3 separate regions of the Anser cygnoides genome follow, and all the other regions are linked to region 1. Evidence: chromatin contacts called from public Hi-C data. All regions are on one chromosome and are shown on one strand. The core of a region is the stretch at or near the end of the contact, and the rest is flanking DNA. Distances in the headings are between cores, read along the strand shown.

Evidence for each region. A called contact is a pair of places that touch in the nucleus more often than the background predicts.
Region 2: a Hi-C map of liver shows a contact between it and region 1, with 4 times the contacts expected there. The contact joins the promoter of MAP1S here to the promoter of NDUFA13 in region 1. A contact is called at or near these places in 3 of 7 Hi-C or Micro-C datasets (granulosa cells and liver).
Region 3: a Hi-C map of liver shows a contact between it and region 1, with 4 times the contacts expected there. The contact joins the promoter of CCDC124 here to the promoter of NDUFA13 in region 1. A contact is called at or near these places in 2 of 7 Hi-C or Micro-C datasets (granulosa cells and liver).

Annotation. Positions count from the first base shown.
Region 1 is chr27:1,372,668-1,376,474 of Taihu_goose_T2T_genome, forward strand. It overlaps NDUFA13 (NADH:ubiquinone oxidoreductase subunit A13), which reads right to left and starts at 1,934. Exons shown (of 5, transcript XM_066984035.1): 1 at 1,757-1,934; 2 at 1,604-1,682; 3 at 1,067-1,138; 4 at 916-985; 5 at 332-595. The coding sequence starts at 1,850. The coding sequence ends at 476.
Region 2 is chr27:1,193,237-1,197,043 of Taihu_goose_T2T_genome, forward strand. It overlaps MAP1S (microtubule associated protein 1S), which reads left to right and starts at 1,874. Exons shown (of 7, transcript XM_066983785.1): 1 at 1,874-2,054. The coding sequence starts at 1,925. It overlaps LOC136787009 (cocaine- and amphetamine-regulated transcript protein-like), which reads left to right. Exons shown (of 7, transcript XM_066983791.1): 6 at 64-147; 7 at 252-516. The coding sequence ends at 359.
Region 3 is chr27:1,233,543-1,237,349 of Taihu_goose_T2T_genome, forward strand. CCDC124 (coiled-coil domain containing 124) reads left to right here and starts at 2,054. Exons shown (of 5, transcript XM_066983732.1): 1 at 2,054-2,208; 2 at 3,025-3,196. The coding sequence starts at 3,038. SLC5A5 (solute carrier family 5 member 5) reads left to right here. Exons shown (of 18, transcript XM_066983642.1): 15 at 438-541; 16 at 634-749; 17 at 840-1,133; 18 at 2,153-2,212. The coding sequence ends at 2,212.

The sequences.
Region 1 (3,807 bases), core at 684-3,183:
CTCAGGGCGAGCTCAGGACCCTCAGGGCCACCCCGCTCCCAACCATGACACCGAGGACGAGTCCCCCACGTGCGGGACTTGGGGATGGGGGGGCGCCGAGCCCCCGCTGCTGGTACCCCCCCCCCCCCCAAAGCACGCTGCGGGGGGCTGCAGCCCCTGCCCCGCTCCCAGCACCGCTCAGCACCCCCAGGATGGGAGACGGGCATCAGCGCCCCGACACCGGCCCGGCCCCTCTGGGTGCTGCGGGGCCGCAGGAGGAGCGAGCGCCCCATAAATGGGGTGAGATTTCCCGGGGGGGGGGTGCGTAAAAAATCGATGGTGACACAGAAACGGCCGCCTATCCACACGGGTTTAATGCGGGGTGTTCGAGCAGGGGGACCCCCGGGGGGCACAGAGGGCCCTCGGGGGGCACAGGGGACCCCCGGGGGGCCTAGGGGACCCCCCCCAGGTGGCGGGGGGGGGGGCGGGGGGGGGCTCAGACGTAGCACTGCAGCCCAAACTTCTCGGTCTCCATCTCGGCGGGGGAGCGCAGGTAGTACAGCTCGTCCAGCGTCGGCGGCACCCAGCGGTCGGTGTGGAACACGGATTCGCCGACCTGGGAATGGGAGAGAGCGCGGGAGGGGGGCGCGGGGGGGACACCGGGGGGGGTGGGGGGTGGCGAGGGGACACGGGGGTGGCGTGGGGACATGGGGGGACACCGGGGGGGACGGAGCATGGGGGCAGAGCCCGCACCCGAGCCCCACAAGCAGCCACCTTGGGGAAAATCGGTGTGTCCCCCCCCCCAAATTTATGTCACCGCTGTGCCCATCCCAAGGGGACCCCAGGACCCCCCCGCCCCGGGGCACAGCCCCAGCGCCGCGCCCCCCCCCCCCCAGTCCCCATCCCCCCCCATCCCCGTCCCCCCCGGTGCCGAACCTTCCAGCCGGGAACGTCCTTCATGATTTTGGCCTCCTCGTCCAGGTTCTGCCGCAGCATACGGAGGGTCCTGCAAGAGAGGCGACGGCCGTGCCCGGGGGGGGGCCACACCGGAGCCACCCCCCCCGGGACCCCCCCGGTGCTGCCCTACCTGCGGTCGGCCTCGGCCTGCAGCAGCGGCATCAGCGCGATCCGCGCCTCCATGTCCTCGATCAGCAGCCGCCTGCGGGGGGGGGGGGGGGGCACGGGATGGGGGTGGGCTCGGGGAACCGGGGGGGCACCGGGGGTGGTCGGGGGCGGGGGGGGAACCGGGGGGGAACGGGGGAACCGGGGGGGGGAGGCCCACGCAAGGAGGAAGGGAGCACGGGGAGGGAGCGGGGAAACACCGGGAGAGGACCGGGGGGAAACCGGGAAGAGAACCGGGAAGGGGGGGGAACCAAGTGGGGGGTAGAACCGGGGGGGGGCGGAACCGGGAACGAGGGGAGAACCAGGGGGGGCAGAACCGGGGGGGAACCGGGGAGGGGGACCAAGAGAACCGGGCAGGAATGGGGGAACCGGGGGTGGGAGCCCCAAGGTATGGAGAACGGGAGCGCAGGGAGGGAGCGGGGAAACCCCGGGCGGGGACCGAGGGGGGACTGGGAGGTACCGGGAGGAAACCGGGGGGGCACCGGGGGTCACCGCACGCCACCTGCGCTCCCGGTTCCACTTGACGATGGTGTAGTAGCCCAGCAGGAGGCTGCCGACGCCGATCGCGAAGAGGCTGTAACCTGCGGGGCGGCGGTCAGCGGGCACCGGGGGGGGCACCGGGGAGCACCGCTCCCCCGGTCCCGCCCGCGCTCACCTGAGAGGCCGCGGCGCGGGAGGTGCCGCTTGTAGTCCACGGGCCCGTAGCCGCCGGGCGGCGCCATGTCCTGCTTCACCTTCGGCGCCGCCATCCCGGCCGCCGCGCCCCGCGTCACTTCCGCCGCGCTGCCCGGAAGCCACCGGCGGCGGCGGCACCGGGAGGGCGGAGCCTCGCCCCGCCCCGCCCCACCCGCGCGCGCGCGTGGAGCCCTTAAAGGGGCGATGGCGCTGCAGGGAACGCGTGGGGCCCACAGGGCAGGGATGGATCCTGCGCCCGCCCCCAGCGCCCCGCGCGCCCCCAGCCTGGCGCCCAGCTGCAAGGTGCGCGGCCGCCGGGGGCACCACAAAGCGTGCACCCACGAGGAAGCTTGCACCGAAATTGTGCGCCAAAAATCATGCACCGAAAGCGTGCACCCACGAGGAAGCTTGCACCGAAATTGTGCACCGGCATTGCGCACCCACAAGCAGGCGTGCACCGAAAAGCGTTCACCCACCGGCAAGCGTGAGCCAGGGTGCGTGCATCTCCCTGAAAGCGTGCCCCCGCTGGCAAGCTGCACCAAAAAGCATTCAGCCACTGGTAAAAATACACCAGCAATGGGCAAGTGTGTGCACCAGCAGCAAGTGTGCACCACCAGCAAGCGTGCACCAGCAAGTGTGCACCAGCAAGCGTGCACCAGCAAGTGTGCACCCACTGACAAGCGTGCGCTAAAACATGTGCGCCTGCCAGCAAGCGCGCAGTGGCGGAGTGCACCAAGAAGCTCTGCATGCAGCCTGCATCCCCAGTGGGCAGCCCCAGCTGTGCTCCGACCCCCCCCCCCGGCACCCCCAGCCTGGGCCCCGACTGCTTCAGGGGGGCCAGATCCTGCCCTCGTGGCCCGGAGGCCCCCGGTGAACATCCGTGACCTTGGCTGTGCCAACGCCTCCGTGCCACTGTGGCGGCCGGGGCTGGTGCACGGTGTCCCAGGGCGCTGGGCTTTGCCGCTTTGTCCCCCCCCCCCCCCCCGGCTCTGCAGCCACCCCGCGTTCCAGATCGAGGTCACCCTTGTCTTAAGCTCTAATCGCTCCTGTAATCCCTCGGCGGCCGCGGGGACTTAATAACTTTGCAGCTGGCCTGGCCGAGGCCGCCGGGCAGGGGCCTCCGAGCTGCTGGGGAGGCCGCAGCGTCCCGGGGTCGAGGCAGCGTCGAGCAGAGCCCCCGGAGCCCCCGCAGCCCCTGCCCGCGGCTGGGGCAGAGCCGGGCGGCGTGGGCAGAGCCGCCCTCCCCGGCGGCGCTTGGCAGGGGTGCGCGGCGCCGGAGCCAAGCGATGCCCGCGGGCAGGGACTGGGAGTGCTGGGAAAAGTGGGGGAGGCGAAGGCTTGGCCGCGGTCACCAGGGCGTGCAAGGCGAGCTCGAGGCGAGCGTGCAAGAGGTGGCGGCCGTGCAGCAGGGGCGAGGGTGCGTGGGTGCGCCCCGGGTACAGGACAGCCTTGTGCTCCTTGTCCAGGGTCATCCCGGGGGATCTGCAGCCCCTGTGGCTACCAGGCTTTGAGCAGCAGCGACCGACACGCTCAGCTTCCCCAGTGCTCGGCCGTTTCCTTGCAGTTGATGTTGAAGACTCGAGACGAGAGCGCCTGGGCAACGTCCCTGCAGAGGCGACTCCACGCCACCCCCGGACCGATGGCACCGTGACGGCCCCAGGAGCCGCCTGTTCTGGCCTCCAGCACCACCAGCACGCCTGCCTGCAGCCCAAAAGCAGAGGGGAGCTCCCTATGCTCAGGGGATAAAAGAGCGTGCATCCTGTACAGGCGTTACATCCCCATCCGAGCACCCCATGCATGTCTTTCTGCTGCAATGAGCCGCGTCTCCGAGCCCAGCTGCAAGGGAGCAGCACCAGGCTCCAGCTTTCCAAGCCCCCATCCCATCCCATCCCATCCCATCCCATCCCATCCCATCCCATCCCATCCCAATGCACACGAAACCCCAGTGCATTTTGAGCAGCATTCCCGGCCCCCCAGCGCCCACCCCCCTGCAGTCCCACAACCATCCCGTTGAGGATGCTCCGGGAGCAG
Region 2 (3,807 bases), core at 624-3,123, 180 kb before region 1:
CGGGTGCGAGGGGGCGATGCCGGGGGGGGGGTGGTTTGGGAGTGTGACGGTGCCGTGGTGCAGGTCGAGGCGCTGCAGGAGGTGCTGGAGAAGCTGCGGAGCCGGGAGCTGCCGGCGGCCAAGAAGAAGCTGGGCCGGGTGCCCTCGGTACGGCCGGGCAGGGGGTGCTGGGGGGTTGGGGTTGGGGTTGGGGGGGGGGACACCAGACCCCGCTGCGGGGCTGAGCCCCAGTGACGGGATCGGTCCCGCAGTGCCAGCCCCGGGAGCCCTGCGCGGTGCGGAGGGGGGCGCGCTTCGGGACGCGCTGCAGCTGCCCCCCCGGCACCGCCTGCAACCTCCACGTCCTCGAGTGCTCCTGAGGGGCCGGGCGCAGCGGGGTCCCCGGGGACGGTGCCGCCGCCTGGATGCTGCTGGTCCCTGCCTCGTCGGGGGGGGCATGACCTCCTCTCCCCCCCAGCTCCCACCAGCGGGTGCTGCTGGGGGGCCCTGGGGTGCATTAAAGGCCTTGGATCCCGACTGCTGCCTGCTCTGTTGGGTGGGGGGGTCCTGCGGTGCCACCTCTGGGTGCTGGGGAAGTTATTTGGGAACGGGCTGGGGGCTGCGAGGGGGCTTCGCTGCCCGCCCGGCCCCATCCTGCTCAGTGATGCGCTGCACAGCGCCTCCCCTGCACCACGCACTGCGCAGCCTGCACTGGTCAGCAGCTGCTTGGTGCTGCAGCGCGCTGCACTGCACACCCCCTGCACAGCACAGCGGTGCTCAGCACATCCCTGCACTGCACTGCATAGCCACAGCACTGCACGGCGGTGCACAGCACATCCCTGCACTGCATCGCACGGCACTGCCCATCGCTATGCCCCCCAGCCCTACCCTGCACTGCACCCCAATGCTGCATTGCACCCTCCCGGCCCTGCGCCACAACGCTGCACTGCACCCACCCTGCACCACCCTGCACTACTGCACTGCACCCGCACTGTACCCCAACACTGCATTGCACCCTCACAGCCCTGCACCCCAACACTGCACTGCACTGCGTTGCACCCTCCTGGCTCTGCACCCCAGCACTGCATTGCACCCACCCGTCTCTACGCTGCCCTGCACCGCAGCACTGCACTGCACTGCACTGCACCCACCCTGCACTGCACCCTCCTGGTCTTGCACCCTGTCTTGCACTGCACTGCACCCACCCTGCACCCCAACGCTGCACTGCACTGCATTGCACCCTCCTGGCTCTGCAGCCCCGCACTGCATTGCACCCGCCTGGCCCTCTACACCGCCCTGCAGCCCTGCACTGCATTGCACTGCACTGCGCCCGCCCTGCACCCCAACACTGCATTGCACCCTCCCGGCCCTGCACCATCCTGTACCCCAATGCTGCGTTGCACTGCATTGCCCCCGCCCTGCACCCCAACACTGTGTTGCACGGCATTGCACCCTCACAGCCCTGCACCACCCTGCACCCCAATGCTGCGTTGCACGGCATCGCACCCTCCTGGCTCTGCACCCCAGCACTGCATTGCACTGCATTGTGCTGCGCTGCACCCACCCTGCACCCCCACCCTGCCCTGCACCCTCTTGGTCCTGCACCCCGTATTGCATTGCACTGCATTGCACCCCCCTTGCACCCCCACCCTGCCCTGCACCCTCTTGGTCCTGCACCCCGTATTGCATTGCATGCACTGCATGCACCGCACCCCACCCCACCCCGCCCACCCCTCCGCCGCGCGGGCCCCACCGCCCCGACCCCGCCCTGCCATCGCCCCTTTAACCCTCCCCCTCCTCTCCCCCGCCCCTCCCTCCGCGGTCCCCTCCGCGCTCCCCCATTGGCCCGCGGTGACGTCAGCGGGCGGGGCCCGGCCGAGCGCTGCCGCGGGGCGGGGCCGGCGGGAGGCGGCGGCGGCGGCGGCGGCTGCGGGGGGCGCCCAAGATGGCGGCGGCGGCGGCGGCGGCTCCGGGCCCCGCGGCGGGGCCGCGCCGCTTCTCGCTGCTGGCGATCGTGGGCGGCGGCTGCCACCGGCCCGGGCTGCTGGCGGCCGCCCTGCAGCAGCTGGAGCGAGGTGAGCCCGGGGGGAGCTCCCCGGTCCCGGCCCCGGCCCCGGGCCCCGCGTGGCTGAGCCCCGCCGCCGGGAGCGGGGCCGTCGGGGGGGTCCGCCCCCGCTCCCCCCCCCCCACACGCACACACCGGGGGCTGCTCCCGTGGGGCCTCCGCGGGTGGGGCCGTGGCCTGCGGGGGGGGGGGCTGCAATGGGAGCCGCGGGAGCTGCCCCGGGGATCTGCCCCCGGGGAGCCGGGATCTGCCCCGGGATCCACGGGAGCTGCCCCCTCTCCTGCCCCAGGGACCCGGGATCATCCCTGGGATGTGGCTCTGGATCCCCGGGATCTGCCCCCGTCTCCTGCCCCTGGATCCCCAGGATCTGCCCCCAGCATCCCCGGGATCTGCCCCCGTCTCCTGCCCCTGGATCCCCAGGATCTTCTCCGGGATCCCCAGGATCTGTCCTGTCTAATGCCCCAGGGACCCAGGATCTGTCCCCCCCCCAGATCCCCAGGATCTGCCCCATCTCCTGCTCTGGATCCCCAGGATCTGCCCTATCTGCTGCCCCAGGCCCCTGGGATCTGCCCCCCATAATCCTCAGGATCTGCTTCATCTCTTGCTCTGGATCCCCTGGATCTCCTTCCCCAGGATCCTTAGGATCTGCCCTTTGGATCCCCAGCATCTGCCACCCCAAATCCCCCTGGATTTGCCTCCCAGATCCCCAGGATCTGCTCCATCTCCTCCCGCAGGGATCTGCCCCCCCGGATCCCCAGGATTTGCCCCATCTGCTGCCCCAGCCCCCCGGGATCTGCCCCTGGATCTCTGGGATCTGTCCATGAGTCCCCAGGATCTGCCCTATCTGATGCCCCAGGGACCCGGGATCTGCCCCCCCGGATCCTCTGGATCCCCTGGATCTGCTCTTCCAAGATCCTTAGGATCTGCCCGTCAGATCCCCAGCATCTGTCCCCCCCAAATCCCCTGGATCTGCCCCCCCAGATCCCCTGGATCTGCCCCATCTCCTACACCAGGGAGCTGGGATCTGCCCCCCCCAGATCCCCGGGATCTGCCCCATCTCCTCCCCCAGGAATCTGCCCCCCCAGCCCCCCAGGATCTGCCCCATCTCCTGCCCCAGACCCCTGGGATCTGCACCAGCTCCCCAGCCCCCCAGGATCTGCCCCTGTTCCTGCCCCAGACGCGCGGTACCCCCACCCCTTACCCCTCCCCTCCTGCCCTGCCCCCCCTCTCTCCCCCCCCCTCCTGCCCCTCTAGGATCTGCCCCGGGCTCTGGGGGCTGTGGCTGCGCCCCTGCGCCCCCGTCCCCTCCCCTCGTCACCCCCTGGGGCCAGGACCCCCCGCCTCGTGTCCCCACGGGACCCGGCCCCACGCGAGGCCGTGGCCAAACCCCCGGCCACCCCCAGCACCGCTGGGGAACCCCCCGAAAACGGCCCCGGCTGCGCCCCAACGCTCGCCGGCGCCTTGTGCAACGCCGGTGGCCTTGCGCCATCGCCCACCGGGGGGGGGGAGCCGTTGGCGGGCGGCGGCGGTTGCGACCCCCCCAGGAAACCCCCCCCCCGGTACCGGGGGTGCTGGGGGCTGCTGGGGTTTGGGGCTGCTGCCTGGGTAGGGGGGCTTCCAACCCCTGCTATGGGAGCAGGGAGCAGCCAGAACCTCCGGCACCGCTAATTGCCTTAATTACCGCCTTTGAAGAGGTGCCGGGGAGGCGCTCCCGGAGCCCCAGGGGACGAGGTTTGGGCTGGCAGCGGCGGCGCGGCCGTGAG
Region 3 (3,807 bases), core at 804-3,303, 140 kb before region 1:
TCATTGTGACGTCAAGCTGCTGGCCTTGTTCACAGTGACGTCACGTTGCTGTCCGTGTTCATAGTGACGTCACGCTGCTGGCCTCGTGCGTTGTGACGTCACGCTGCTGGCCTTGTTCACAACGATGTCACGCTGCTTTCTTTGTGCGTTGTGACATCACACTGCTGGCCCTGGGCATGGTGACGTCACACTGCTGGCCTCGTTCATAGTGACGTCACAGCGCTTTCCTTGCTCATTGTGATGTCACAGTGCTTTCCTTGTCCGCTATGACATCACGCCGCTGCCCTTGCTCCTTGTGACATCACGCTGTCGCCCTGTTCACCGTGCCCTCCCCCTCCTTCGTCCCTTCTGACGTCACACCACTCTCCTGGTGACGTCACCCCGCCTCATGACGTCACCGGGGCGGTGTCACCGCCCCCCCCCCCCCCCCGTTGCAGGCCGGCCGTGGTGGGCGACTTCTACGCCATCTCCTACCTGTACTACGGGGCGCTGGGGACGCTCTGCACCGTGCTGGCGGGGGTGCTGCTCAGCTACCTGGCGGGTGAGGCCGGGGGGGACACGGGGGGGGGGGGGGGGGCCCACGTTGCCCCCCACCCCGCACCCCTCTCCACGGTGCCCCCCCCCCCCCCCCAGGGCCCACCAAGCGGGCACGGCTGCCCCCGGGGGTGCTGTGGTGGGACATCACGAAGCAGACGTCCTCGGTGTCCCCGGCGGGGGCCACCACCCCCCCGGGCGAGCACCCCGCCAAGGTGACCCCCCCCCCCCCCCCCCAAAATCCCCCTCCCCAACCCCCCCCCTTGCCCCCCCCAGCCTCCTCAAGCCCCCTCCTCTTCCTGCAGGTCCTCAGGGGTCCCCAGGGTGCCGAGGCCCCCCCGGTGCTGCTGGTGCAGGCAGCCCGGGGGGGCTGCAGGGCCCGGGCCCCCCTGAGCTCTGCGGTGCCACCGAGCAGCTGCTGCAGGAGACCCACGTGTAGGGACAGGGGGGCACCGGGGGGGGGGGGGGGGAGAACGGGCACCCAGGGGTGTGCCCCCCCCCCCCCGGGCTGCTGTCCCCTGTGTCCCCCCCAGGACGGTGTCCCCTGTGCCCCCCACCCGCAGCTCTGGGGGGGGGGACAGGGGACAATAAATGCTGTGGTGGCTCCCGGGGGTCGAGCCTGTCCTTGGGGGGGGGGGGTTCTGGGGGGGCTGGGGAGGGTTCGAGGGGGTCGGGGGGGAATAAGGGGTTCGGGGGGGGCCCCGAGGGGAAGGTCCAGGGGGGCCGGGGGGGGTCAGGGGAGGTTCAGGGGGTCGGGGGGGGTCTGGAGGGGGTTGGGGGTGTGATGAAGGGGTCAGAGGGGGCCTGGGGGGGGGGGGGTCCATTGGGGTCGGGGGGGTCTGGAGGGGGTCGGGGGGGAATCGGGGGCTGGGGAGGGTCCGGGGGGGGTCAGGGGTGGGGTCGGAGGGGGGTCAGGGGGGGATGAGGGGGTCGGGGGGACCCGGAGGAGGGTCGGGAGGGGGTGTTATGGGGCCTGGGGGGGGTCAGGGGCGGGATGAGGGGGTCGGGGAGGCTCGGGGGGGGCCCGGGGGGGAAGTGGGGGGGATTAGGGGGGATGAGGGGAGGGCGGGGGCCGGGGGGGTCGGTCCTGGGGGGGCGGGGGGAGATCGGGAGGCTTGGGGGGGGGGGGGGGGGGGGGAGAACGGGGAGGGGGCGTGGTTCCGCTAAGCCCCGCCCCCTCCCTGCCCCGCCCACCCGGCCAACAATGGGCCGCGCCCCGCCAAGCCCCGCCCACTCCTCCCGACCCCGCCCCCAGCCTCCAGCCGGGCCCCGCCCACCCCGCCAAGCCCCCGCCCACCCGCCCACGTGACGTTGGCCCCGCCCTGCCCCGCCGCCATCTTGAGGGGGGCGCCGCTGCGCCGCCATCTTTGTGCCGGGCACGGAAGAAGTGGCGGCGGCTGCTGCAACCGGGCGGGCTCTCCGCGGTTCCTCAGCCGCCCCGGAGCGCCGCTGTGCGTGGGGGCTGCCCCCCTCTCCGCTCTCCCCCCGCTTCTCTCTCTCCCCCCTCAACCCCCGGGGCCGTGTGAGAGACGCTCAGTGCCCTCAACAAAGATGGCGGCTGCGGCGTCGCGGGGGCCCTGAGGAGCCTTCCGGCGCCGCTCCCCCCTCCCTGAGGCAGCCGCCGCGCGCGGCGGTGACGTCATCGGAGCGCGACGGGCGGGGCGGCGGGGCCCGGTAGGAGCGGGGCCGGGGGGGGGCCGGGACCGGGCCTGTGGGGGGGCGCTGGGGGCTGAGGGGGGCAGGGGCAGGCGCAGGCCCGGGCCGGGTTCGGGTGCCCCTGGCCGGTAACCGTGACGGAACGGCCCCGGGTTGTGCCGGGGGGTGGGGGTTAGGGGACATTAGGGGCCGTTTCTCCTCAGAAGGGGCCTCCGGGCCTCGGGACGGGCTGCCCGGGGGGGTGGGGGCGTCCCCGTCCCGTGGGGGTGCAAGGGGGGGCCGGGGCTGGGGCCTGCGGCCGGGGTTGGGGGGGTGGCTGGGCCTGGAGGGCGTCTCCAGCCCGAAGGATCCCTCCGTGCCTGCCCTGTGGGGCTCTGTGTGCCCTGACACCACCGGGAGTTAACGGAGCGCCCCCGCGGGGCCCTGCCTCTGCGTGGGGGGGGCCGTGCGAACCCTCGGGGGGCTCGCGTGCGGCTGAGGAGCCCAACATCGGCTTGAGGGGGGGGCTGCGGTGCTGTCTGAGCCCTCCGAGGGCTCGATACACCGCGTACGTGCAGAGCCTGGCGCGGCCCCGCTGTGCGGAGCCTGGCTTCGCTCGCGCTCGGCGCCCCAAGTCCGCAGCGGGCAGCGCCGGGGCCTGGCTCAGCGCCTGACCCCGGCCGGCTCTGTCGGGCTGCAGCAGCACGAGAGGTAGGCGGGAGGGAGCGGCTGCTGCTGAGGACGTGGTTGTCCTGGCGTGGGCTGCGGTCGTTCCTGCTTCCAGGCGTTCCGGTGAGCCCCAGGGCCCGGCCAGGGGTCTGAGGCTCGTTCATTGCTCGCCTCCCTTTCCCGCAGAGCACCTTGAGTGATGCCCAAGAAGTTCCAAGGTGAGAACACCAAGTCGGCCGCTGCCCGCGCGAGGAAGGCCGAGGCAAAGGCAGCAGCCGATGCCAAGCGGCAGCAGGAGCTGGAAGATGCCTACTGGAAGGATGAAGACAAACACGTGATGAGGAAGGAACAGAGGAAGGTGAGAGGCTGGCGGGGAGGTGGAAGGAGATTTCCTGGCTGCTTCCCGCAGAGCCCTCGAGACCCAGGTTTGCTCCGAGAGGCTCGTTTCTCCGTGCCGGAGCCGTTGCCGTCTGTGCAAACGTCGTCCTGTGCTCGGTGTTCGGGCAGCGCAGCTCCAAGGAGCGGCTCCTCTGGGAGCTAAAAGCAGCAGGGTGTGGGAGCAAGCGCGAGCTTCAGCGTGTAGTTGAGAAATCTGGCGTGCTGAAGAGCCGGCTTCCGGGGGGAGGGAGTAAAAGCGTTGCTGTTGGAATCGATTAGAATTGAGCTAGGTGAATGATCGGGAGCGCTGCTGTAGGGCTTGGTTTTTATTTGTTGGCAAAGCAGATCCTTAGCTTTTTATTTACTCCTTCGTCTTCCTTCCTTAACTTGTCGTTAATTCCTTTTGTAGAAGGAAAAAGAAATCAGCAGGGTTAAATCCAAAGCTTTTTTTCCCCCCAGCTTGTGCCGCACGTCGGGACATCTCTCAAAAAATTCTCTTTGGTCTGCTCCTAGCAGCTTGCTCTGCCCTGGGTGCGCGTTTGCCTCTGCTCAATAAGCAGAGGAGGTTGGATTTATCCATTTATGGATTTA